Regions from separate parts of the Mus musculus genome. Here region 1 is linked to region 2. A link is a contact called in public Hi-C data. All regions are on one chromosome and are shown on one strand. The core of a region is the stretch at or near the end of the contact, and the rest is flanking DNA. Distances in the headings are between cores, read along the strand shown.

What was found. A called contact is a pair of places that touch in the nucleus more often than the background predicts.
Region 1: a Hi-C map of pre-B cells shows a contact between it and region 2, with 5 times the contacts expected there. The contact joins the promoter of Eif3h here to the promoter of Eny2 in region 2. A contact is called at or near these places in 1 of 39 promoter capture datasets (pre-B cells) and 3 of 484 Hi-C or Micro-C datasets (CD4 T cells, pre-B cells and regulatory T cells).

The regions. Positions count from the first base shown.
Region 1 is chr15:51,863,772-51,868,851 of GRCm38.p6, forward strand. Eif3h (eukaryotic translation initiation factor 3, subunit H) reads right to left here and starts at 1,690. Exons shown (of 8, transcript NM_080635.1): 1 at 1,555-1,690. The coding sequence starts at 1,686.
Region 2 is chr15:44,426,217-44,431,077 of GRCm38.p6, forward strand. Eny2 (ENY2 transcription and export complex 2 subunit) reads left to right here and starts at 1,895. Exons shown (of 5, transcript NM_175009.3): 1 at 1,895-2,026; 2 at 3,344-3,420. The coding sequence starts at 2,021. It overlaps Nudcd1 (NudC domain containing 1), which reads right to left and starts at 2,091. Exons shown (of 10, transcript NM_001113554.1): 1 at 1,446-2,091. The coding sequence starts at 1,560.

The sequences.
Region 1 (5,080 bases), core at 440-2,939, 7.4 Mb after region 2:
ATGTATTATTTATTCCTAAAAGGCACCTGCCTCAAAAAGCCATTGAAAGCTGAAACTGTCAGCTAAGTAAACAACCTAACATTTCTTTTTCACAGTACTATGCAAGTGATACTTAACTGGAGGCATAAAGCTTTCTAAACTTAAGCTCTTCCCTGCATCTTTCAAACTCTGACATCCACAGGTATTACAGTCAGTAACAAGCACAGCTTACAGTCTCCCATGCTCACCACATACAGGTTTTCACATAATCCAAACGATACACCAATGCCTAACTACTTCTCAATCCCATCTGAACACATGAGGTAACTAAAGCTGGTTAAGGCCAACTTCTTAGGGCCACAGAGACTAAGTCTATAAACATCAGGTTATATTAAACAACAAACACAAAAAAGCCTCATGACAATCTAACTAAACTATAGTCCAAAGTGAAATTACTAATAATTTCCACTTAAACACTGCCTGCTGCAATCACAATTTTCACATAAATTAAAAAATCCCTATTACAAGAGTCTTTAGCCGGGCATGGTGGCGCACGCCTTTAATCCTAGCACTTGGGAGGCAGAGGCAGGCAGATTTCTGAGTTCGAGGCCAGCCTGGTCTACGAAGTGAGTTCCAGGACAGCCAGGGCTACACAGAGAAACCCTGTCTCGAAAAAAAAAAAAAAAAAAAAAAAAAGTCTTTAGAAAATACCTAATGGATAATACCTAAAAACTGGTTTGAGAGAAAAGGGTGCTTTGGGGAAAAAAGAAAAAAGAAGAAAAGAAGGAGGAGGAGAAAGAAGGGAGAAGAAGAAGACGACGACGATGACCTTTTTCTTTTCTCTGTGGTTTTCTTTTTGAGACAAGATCTCGGTGCCAAATGACCTCAAACTCGTGGAGCTCTGCCTGCCTGGGCCTCACCTGTGCTCAGGGTAAAGACATGTGCCACCACAACCTTCAGGAGGAAGGTTCCTAAAGCTTAGAACCCCACCTCATTTCTAGATTCGCATATTTTCTCTTCCATCCACTACCTTCCCCCGAGCTTCCCCAGATACTCTAAGTCATGGATCTTATGCAGAAATAAACTTACGGCTGTGTCCTATGGCTTCTTGGGTTCACGCTGAACTCTGCCTAAGAGTTTTACCCCAGTTCTGCAAGCCCAGGTAAAGTTAACACACGCTAACACAGTAAATCTATTGAGAATGCACTTGGCAAACGCCCCTCCGGGAAGCCAAGGTGTTTCCTTTCCCCTCACTCCTCTCCCTAGAGCCCCAAACAGAACCCTAAATCCTTCCCATCACAACTGTCATTCGGTTGTAACCCCTCCTCTCCTGAGCCTCTAAAAGCCAGACCACGCCAAGCTGTCCCATACCCCCATTCCGGCCCCGTTTCTCAGCACTCAGGTCTCTCGTCGGAAAACAGGGAAGGCTGCGGTGTCTTTCGAGCAAAAGTGAAGATGAAGGAGAAGGGCGCCGAGGGGAGAGCGCGGTCAGCCCGCGCCTGGGGAAGGCGGCAGGAAGCGCGCCCGGCAGGGATCAGCCTCACACGTGGGCCTGTGGCCGCAACCCGCACTCACCAGGCCGTCGATCTGCACCTGCTTCACGGCCGAATCTCCGGAGCCGCCTTTGCCTTTGCCCTTCCCCACCGCGCCGCCAGCAGAACCGGAGGAGGTGGCGGTAGAGCCGGTGCCTTCCTTGCGCGACGCCATGTTTCCAGCCAGACAGGAAGAAAGAGAAGCGTGAGGCGCCGGAAGCGGAACTACGAGGCTCCGTGACGCTATGTTAAGGCTTTGGGGGTGGGGGGGGCGGTGTCTGGAAGCAGGCTGGGCAGGGCCCCGCCTCCTCGGTGGTGTTTCTCCCTCCCCCAACCCTCCCTGAGATTGTGGGAATCCTCTGCGCACGCGCGGAGTTTGGCCCGTACTGCTCAACCCACAGTAATTGATTAGGGTCACTCTGACTACAGAGAAAGAGCTTAGAAGCAAGAGCCATTATTCTACACCCACTCAGAATATACAGAAAATGTCTAAAACATGGTTAACTTTGATCAGTCTCTAAAATGAAAGATTTACCTGGGTAAAATACTCAGAAGTTCTTTTCTGTAGTGTTGTAGTGTGGAAGTTGATGTCATGGTAAGTATTCAGAATGCAGACTCTACGAATAATGCTGACCTATGACATGAGCTCTGAAATACATATTATCGTGACTGGAAAACACTACATCTGTTGTAGGAAGCCATTGTAATAATTCTCTGCTTTAGAGTGACTTTTTCCCTACTCCTTATTCAAAAGTAATGAAATGGTCACACTGTGGCAGAAAATATTGTATGCTAACCTTTAATTTTTGTTGTTGCTATTATTTGGGGTTTGTTATGCATCAATCTGACAGCAAGGATTAAAATGTTACTAATGATTCAATGATTCAATGTCCACTTCTACAAGTCTAGAAGGAATATTAGCATCCTGGCTCACAGAGAAAATCTCCACAAAGTATCAAAGGTGCATCATAGAAGAGTTACACTAGAAAGCAGTAGCAGGGTGTTAAAAAGCAGAAATAAAACTCTCAAAAGAATTAAGTGGGAGTTAAAACTGTGTGGTATTTATAAAGAAAAAATATCCACTAGCTAATCCTACAACATACATAGTTTGACAGGACACTGCCTCTGGAAAGCAGGGACACAAATGTGACAATGGCAGCTTGTAAAGGTGAAGGGGAAAACCCATATTAGGATGAAGTGCTTAATTTTAATTGGGTATGTTAATTAGGTGAGCCAAGGGAGGTGCTGAGTGCTGGACTTCCTTTGATAGCTGGACTTTGGTAGTCATCCACAGGAGGAGGAAGTGGCCAAATAAGGGAATGGACCTTGTTGGCTAGCTTTAGGAATGCAATCTGTTGGTTTGGTTTGATGGAGGGAATGGGGGGAGAAGGGCAAGGCCTAACAGATCGATGCCTGCAGTGCTTGGGCTGGCTAGAGTCCCTTCAGAGAAGTCCCTACTAGCTACCTTTCCATCACCAGATCTGTATTAGACGAGCCAGCCGAAGTAAAGACCCAGAGTTCAGCACCAAAGTACTCAAATATAAATGTTTAAATTATTTTAAGCCGTGCGTGGTGGTGCATGCCTTTAATCCCAACACTTGGGAGGCAGAGGCAGGTGGATTTCTGAGTTCGAGGCCAGCCTGGTCTACAGAGTGCCAGGACAGCCAGGGCTACACAGAGAAACCCTGTCTCAAAAAACAAAAAAACAAAAAACAAAAAAAGGTAAATTGTTTTAAAAATTGTGCCAGTTAGGTAGTGGCACTTGCCTTTAATCCCAGCACTGGGGAGATAATGGCAGGCAAATATCTAGGAGTTTAAACTCAGCCTGATCCAGGGCAAGTTCCAGGACAGCCAGAACCACAGAGAAACCCTGCCTTGAAAAAAAAAACAGAAATTGGGCTGGGCGTGGTGGTGCATGCCTTTAATCCCAGCACTTGGGAGGCAGAGGCAAGTGGATTTCTGAGTTCGAGGCCATCCTGATCTACAGAGTGAGTTCCAGGACAGCCAAGGCGACACAGAGAAACCCTGTCTTGAAAAACAAAAACAAAAAACAAAAACAAAAACAAGAAAAGAAAAAGAAAAAACAGAAATCAAACTAAACAAACAAACAAAAAAACTAAACTGGAAAATATAATCTATCCATGAAGGACCTGGTGCAGCCCCCATGTAGGCCCTGTACTGGCAGCTTCAGTCTCTGTGCATTCATGTGAGCCTTGCTCAGTAGATTTAGAGGGACTTGTTCTCCTGGTGTGCTCCATCCCCTCTGGTTCTTACACTTATTCTGCCTCTATTCTGTTCTACGGGATTCCCTTAGCTCCCAGAGGAAGGATTTAATGAAGACATCTCTTTAAAGCTGTTTATTCCTGGATCTATCTCTGTCTGTCTCTGTACCTGGCTCTCTCTGTTTCTGTTTCTGTTTCTCTCTGTCTCTGTCTCTGTCTCTCCTCCCTCCTCCAACCCCCACCGTGTGCGCATGTGTGTGTGTGTGTGTGTGTGTTTGTGTGTGTGTGTGTGTGTGTGTGTGTGTGTGTGGCTGTGTGGTCTGTGTCAGTGTGTCTGTGTAATGTCTGGTTGTAGATTTCTGAATTTGTTCCCATTCAGACGCAGAGGAAGCTTCTCCGATGACGACTGAATAAGTTTTGCAAAGAAATAGGGTAAAATGCCATAGGTAATTAATGTGAAAGGCTAACAGTTATGCTTGTACAAATCTGAAGTCTAGAGCTTGGGAAACTAAAGCAAGATGGGAAGTTCTGGGCAGGTCAGCTTCAAAGATATTTAAAGAAACTTCAAGAACACAGAAGGGAAGAAAGAAATGAAAAAGAGACAATAGATTGGAGATAAAGAAATTAAATGGCTTGCCTAAGCCTAAACTTATAAGTAGCTACAATAATATAAGTGTTCTTGACATACCAATTACAAGACAAAAAAAAATAAGATATATAAACATAAACATATGCATACGTGACCAGAAGAAACTCACTTCAGACACAATGATTTAAACATGTTGCCAGTAAATTGGGGGACAGGGAAGCTAGAGAGACAGCTCAGCTCATAAAGTACTTGCCTTGTAAACGGGATGCTATGCATTTGATCCTCAAAACCCACATAAAAAGGTGGGGTACTGACCTAATGCTTAGGTGTGATCCTAGCATTAGGGCACAGAGACAGACGGATTCTTGAGGCCTTCTAGACAAGCCAGACCAGCCTAGTCTTCTGGCTCAGCTCCAGGCCAGTGGAAAATGCTGTCTCAGAAAAAAGTGGGGCCTGTGAGATTGGGGGATAAAGGCACCTGCCAGTCCTGACACCCTGAGTTCAGTCCCCCAAATCCACATGGTACAGACATAGAACTTAATGCGAGTTGTCCTCTGATCTCTATAATGCTCACAGACATCACACCCCCTCAATAAGTAAATGAGTATAATTTTTTTTTACTTACTTACTTATTTATTTATTTATTTTTGATTTTTTGAGACAGGGTTTCTCTGTATAGCCCTGGCTGTCCTGGAACTCACTTTGTAGACCAGGCTGGCCTCGAACTCAGAAATCCGCCTGCCTCTGCCTCCCGAGTG
Region 2 (4,861 bases), core at 645-3,144:
TAGCCTGTTGAAAGGTGACCAGCCATATGGAAGACTCAAGTCAAGATCATCTGGCAAGTGATCTAGACAAATCAAGCTGACTAGAACTGCCTCTGCCAACTCGTAACTGAATGAGCAGTGAGGAGAACCTGCTGGCTTGAGCCATTAGGTTTTGTTCCTTCGAATTTTGTTTCCAATCAATTGGCTAACTAAACATGGCCGGATCATTTATTGACACAGAAAGAAAAGCAACAAAAAACGTCCAAGAGAAAGAACAAAAAGAAGGAAGCACCTCTCCTCTTATACCAGCCAACAGCTACCTGTTTTCCTTCACAACTCAAGTCCCTCATCAACTCCTACCGGAAGTTTTCCCAGGTCTCCAAACAAGTTGAGAAAACATACTCAGTTAGACCATTACATTTGCTCACGTTCCTCTCACTACTTGCCCATACTGTAATTAGATGTTTATTAGTGAATGGATTATGATTTATTAGGTACTCATGATTATACCAATCACGTAATCATCTCGATGAATCACAAAACAGGCCCACAACAATTACTTTTACACTTAAGAAACTTTAAAAACAAACAAACAAACAAACAAACAAAAAACCCAAGCATTTGTTGGTCTACTTGTTTATGTCTTTAATCCCAGCACAGAGGCAGCTGGTTATCTGTGAGTTCTGGGCCAGCCTGGGCTACAAAGCAAGTGCCAGGACAGTCAAGAATAGACTCCCTACAATCTAGATACAATCTAGAGAAAAGATACATAGATACATACATAAGTAACGCTTGATACTCAAACGTCGACTAACACCTCTAGATCACTATTTCTCAAAGTACAACCTATGGAAAACTTGTATCAAAATAAGAATCTGCAGAGACATGTATTTAAAAACACAAATCCCTGGACACTTTCCCTAACAAAACTACAATTCCTATGGTTGTAAAAAGGAGAATAGCCTCTAGGAAGTTACAGATAAATAAGTAGTAGCAGCAAGCAACAGTAAGCGCACTAAATCACTTGCCCTCAATAAATTGTAGCATGATCCAGGACCCGAGTATTTGAAACTGCTAACTGAATGTGGAAATTTTTCTCTCCCAAGAAATGATTCTGCGTCAGAAGGAAAAAGGGAGTTGGGGACTTTCCAAGGAGGTGTGGCTTCTCAGCGAACACGTTTACTAAAGGTAAGGTTTGGGAAGGAAGGACAACTTGAACCTTCAGAGCAGGAGCCAGAGATGTATGGGCGGAGAACATCCGAGCCTGAGCTGCGGACGCCTAGGCCAGCCCACAGTGCCGCGGCTAAGGCGCGGAAGGAAAGGGGGCATCCTCGGGTCCCCGCGTGGACGGCCGCTCTAGGTGCAGACCGGCAGGAGGTGGCTGGCTAGCCGGAGTGACAGAGGGTTGCGCCAATGGCAGCCTCAACAAGAAGGAACCGGGTGCGAGAGGGTGCCGCCGATCCCACCTGCATCAAGCTCCAGCTGGTAGCAGGGCAGCGGTTCGAGAGACAGCTTGTAGCCCTCGAAGCGGGGATCCAGCAGAGGTCTTTTCACCCGCAGAGAGCAATTGGCCGCCTCCATCGCGTTCCCCCGATCCCAGCAAGAGAATCAATAAAGCTCTTGTTGAAAGGTCCGCGCTTCACTCCTGGAACTGAGGCTGGGAAACGGCGTGGTTCCCATCCCAGACGACTCTGCGGCGCCACGTCTCTTCTGGGAAGTGTAGTGTCCATGAGAAATTTGGTTCTGTTGCAATGCTGGGAAATGTAGTTTTTTGATCCCTGAACCCACGTCAGCTAACAGACTCTGGACTTCCTTACCCAGAGGGCCGAGCGACCAGAAGGCGGCCCGCGCTAGTTGAATTCTCACATTATAGGCAGGGTGGCCAGATCCCGCCCCGGAAATGCGTGGTCTAGCTTTCTGTGTGCTTAGGTGCCCGAGCTACTGAGGGTCTAAGTCCGGGCAGCCGAAGAGTGTGGTAGGTAACGGTCGTCAGCGCAAGGGTCATTTCGTCGCTGGGAAGGGACGGCCCTCGCCCGCGGTGATGGTGGTGAGCTATGCCCGTGGTCCTCAGGGCCGGGACCCGGGCCCAGCCCAGGCTCCTTTCGATGTGCTGTCTTTCGTTAGCTTCCCCGACCCGCGCTCGCTCGCTCGCTCGCTCGCGGGCCTGTAGGGCTCTCCGACAGGGCGTGCTGCTGGAGTTGGCCGGGAGCCAGTCCCCGCTTTGTTTTCTGGCTCCTCCCCTCCCGCCTCTCCAGCTGTCTGCGCCGTGTTGCATTTTCCTAAAGAATGTCAGAACCGGGAGGGAGTCCCTAGCGCCCTGGTTTTACCAGTGAGAAAACTGAGGCCTTTAGGCATTAAGTGACTTGCCCAAGGTCACTATCCGTGATTTTAGGGGCCAAGACGAGACGAAGTTTTGCTGTTCTTGCTATGACACTGTCTAAACTTTTGCAGTTAATTTGGAAATGTTAAGCCCCAACTACAGAAGTAAAGCGTTGCCTAGTTATTAACCCTCTGTTCACCTGCTTCTTGCGCAGCCCAACTCTGAAAATTCTTTGTAGTCTGAATTTCCATACAGACAAGACGGAGAATTACAAAAGAAGATTCACACTAAGTAGGAAAACATTAACTTAAACCTGACTTTTAAATGGCAAAAATGCGCTCAAAAGTTAACCTTGCTTTTTTTTTTTTTCCCCTACACCTATTTTGGCATTGGTTGTCTGTTTTTTATTGAAAATGAAGAATTTCTCAAAGACTAGTTTGAAATTCGTTTTCTTACTTACCCTTCAGAAATAAGGATATGAAATCCAAAGCTAGGGTAGCAGTTGTAATTCTCCGTGAAGTTTATTGGGTAAAGCAAGCACATAGTCTTATTTCATTTTTCATAGTCGTATCTTTTATTAGTGTGCATGCTATGGCTTACCCAGAAATTGAATGCAGTTAAGATGCAGAAATGAACGCCAGTCAGATATTAGTGTACAATTAAATAAGGTGGGACTCCAAGTACCTGACTTCACATTCTGTCTCTGTGCCTCAGTGTTCTCATCTGTAAAATGGAATTGTGTCATTAGAGCAAATTTGGGGGTTAAATATTCTCAGTTTTAGGTACATAAGTGCTTAATGGTATTATAATAGTAGTTATTCCCTTTTTAAAAAGACAAAGAAAATAAACAATAAAGAGCTTATGAGGGAAGGGAATTGGGATACAGGAAATAGTACTAAGAATAATAATACCATGTAAGGTACTTAAAATTATCATCCTTTCCTTATTATAATGTTCAATGTATTAGGATGATTGTCTAGAGAGGTCTTAGAAGGAAACACTTTTCTAAATATTATGTATCTCAAAATGCATGTTGATGTCCAGGTTAGCAAGATGAACAAAGATGCGCAGATGAGAGCAGCGATTAACCAAAAGTTAATAGAAACTGGAGAAAGAGAACGGTGAGTAATAAATTGTATCAATAAAGTAGGTTTTACCATCTTTAATAATTATATTGGAGGAATTTCAAGTGTCAAGGGCCAAAACATACCTGGAAAGAATTACAGAAAAGTAAAGCTTATCAGAGTTTCTATTCTTAACATCTGTAATAGTTTGAATCAGCATTACCAGATTCGGAAGTGTCATATACAAAGATAAGCAATCAGTGACACTGCTAAGGCATTTTTAACAAAGTGGAAAAGAGACCGCAAAGACACAAATATCTACAGCTGGAGAATATTACCCAGGTTTTATTATAGAACTGTGTTTAATTACCTCAGGCCCTTAACTCTGGGGCAGCATGTGCTGTTACTATTTTCTGAAGGACTTTCTTGTTCCTCTTATTTAAATACTCAGCTATGTATCTTCAAATTCCAGCTCTTGTATCCACTCCCTACTCCATTAGCTTATGGTCTTCAGTGTGATCCACCCTCCATGACAGAGATACCTTTGTATTCCCATTGTATAATGCTATGCTCAAAACCTAATTTAAGGAGCAAACGTTTAAAGAAAGGGCTGAGAAACAAACAGAATGGCTCTCAGAGCAGGGTAATCAAGTGTACAAAGGAATGTCAGGAACTGTGGAGTTGCTTCCATTTTACCTGGAGGTGTTTGAGTAAATTTCAGTAATAAAAGAATTTCACCTAGTGTGGAAGAAGAATCTGCAGTCCCCAAGGTCAAAGAGGGAAAGGATAGTCTAGCAGCAGAATCTGCTGCCAGAGCTTTGGTACCTGATAAGTGCTCAGGAACTCACAATATAGGCAAAGTGGGAAAGCTTGTGGCTGGAACAGTATGCAGGAGTATGAATTGTTGTGTAAGAATTCTGGCCATTGAAAACATACTGAATTTCAGAACTGTTTTGACCAATGGAACTATTTAAGCCCATCTAATTAAAATATTGAAAATTTGAAGGTGCTTTTATGCATCATTTAGTCCAGGCACTTAGATATTGTTGCAAGATGTATCTTTTCCTCTCTCAGCTCTGCTTTCGTCTTTGTTGTCTTTATTCTCAAACAGGCCCTACCCACAGGTGGCAGAGATTAGCAGTTCCAAATTTACATTCCACCAGCTCAGAGTACCTATCTCAGCAAAGAGCCTCACTTGATTACCATCTTGCTTAGGTAATAGGCAAGTTATGCGCAGCCGTGCCCAGGTCATATTTCACATTACAAGAACCTTGTCCAGATTTATACAGGGAGAATGACACAGTAGTGTTTGCTTGTTTTTCTCTTACAGAGCAGAAACTGAGTGAGTTACTTGCAAAAGCATACGTTTCTGTCTTTACCTTTGGATAATGGGAATTAGTAAGGATTTTTGGAAAGGGAGTGACTAGATTATATTTTCATTGTAGATACTGTTCTATCAATGGGAATGTAGATTTGAAGGGACCAAGATAGATGGTAG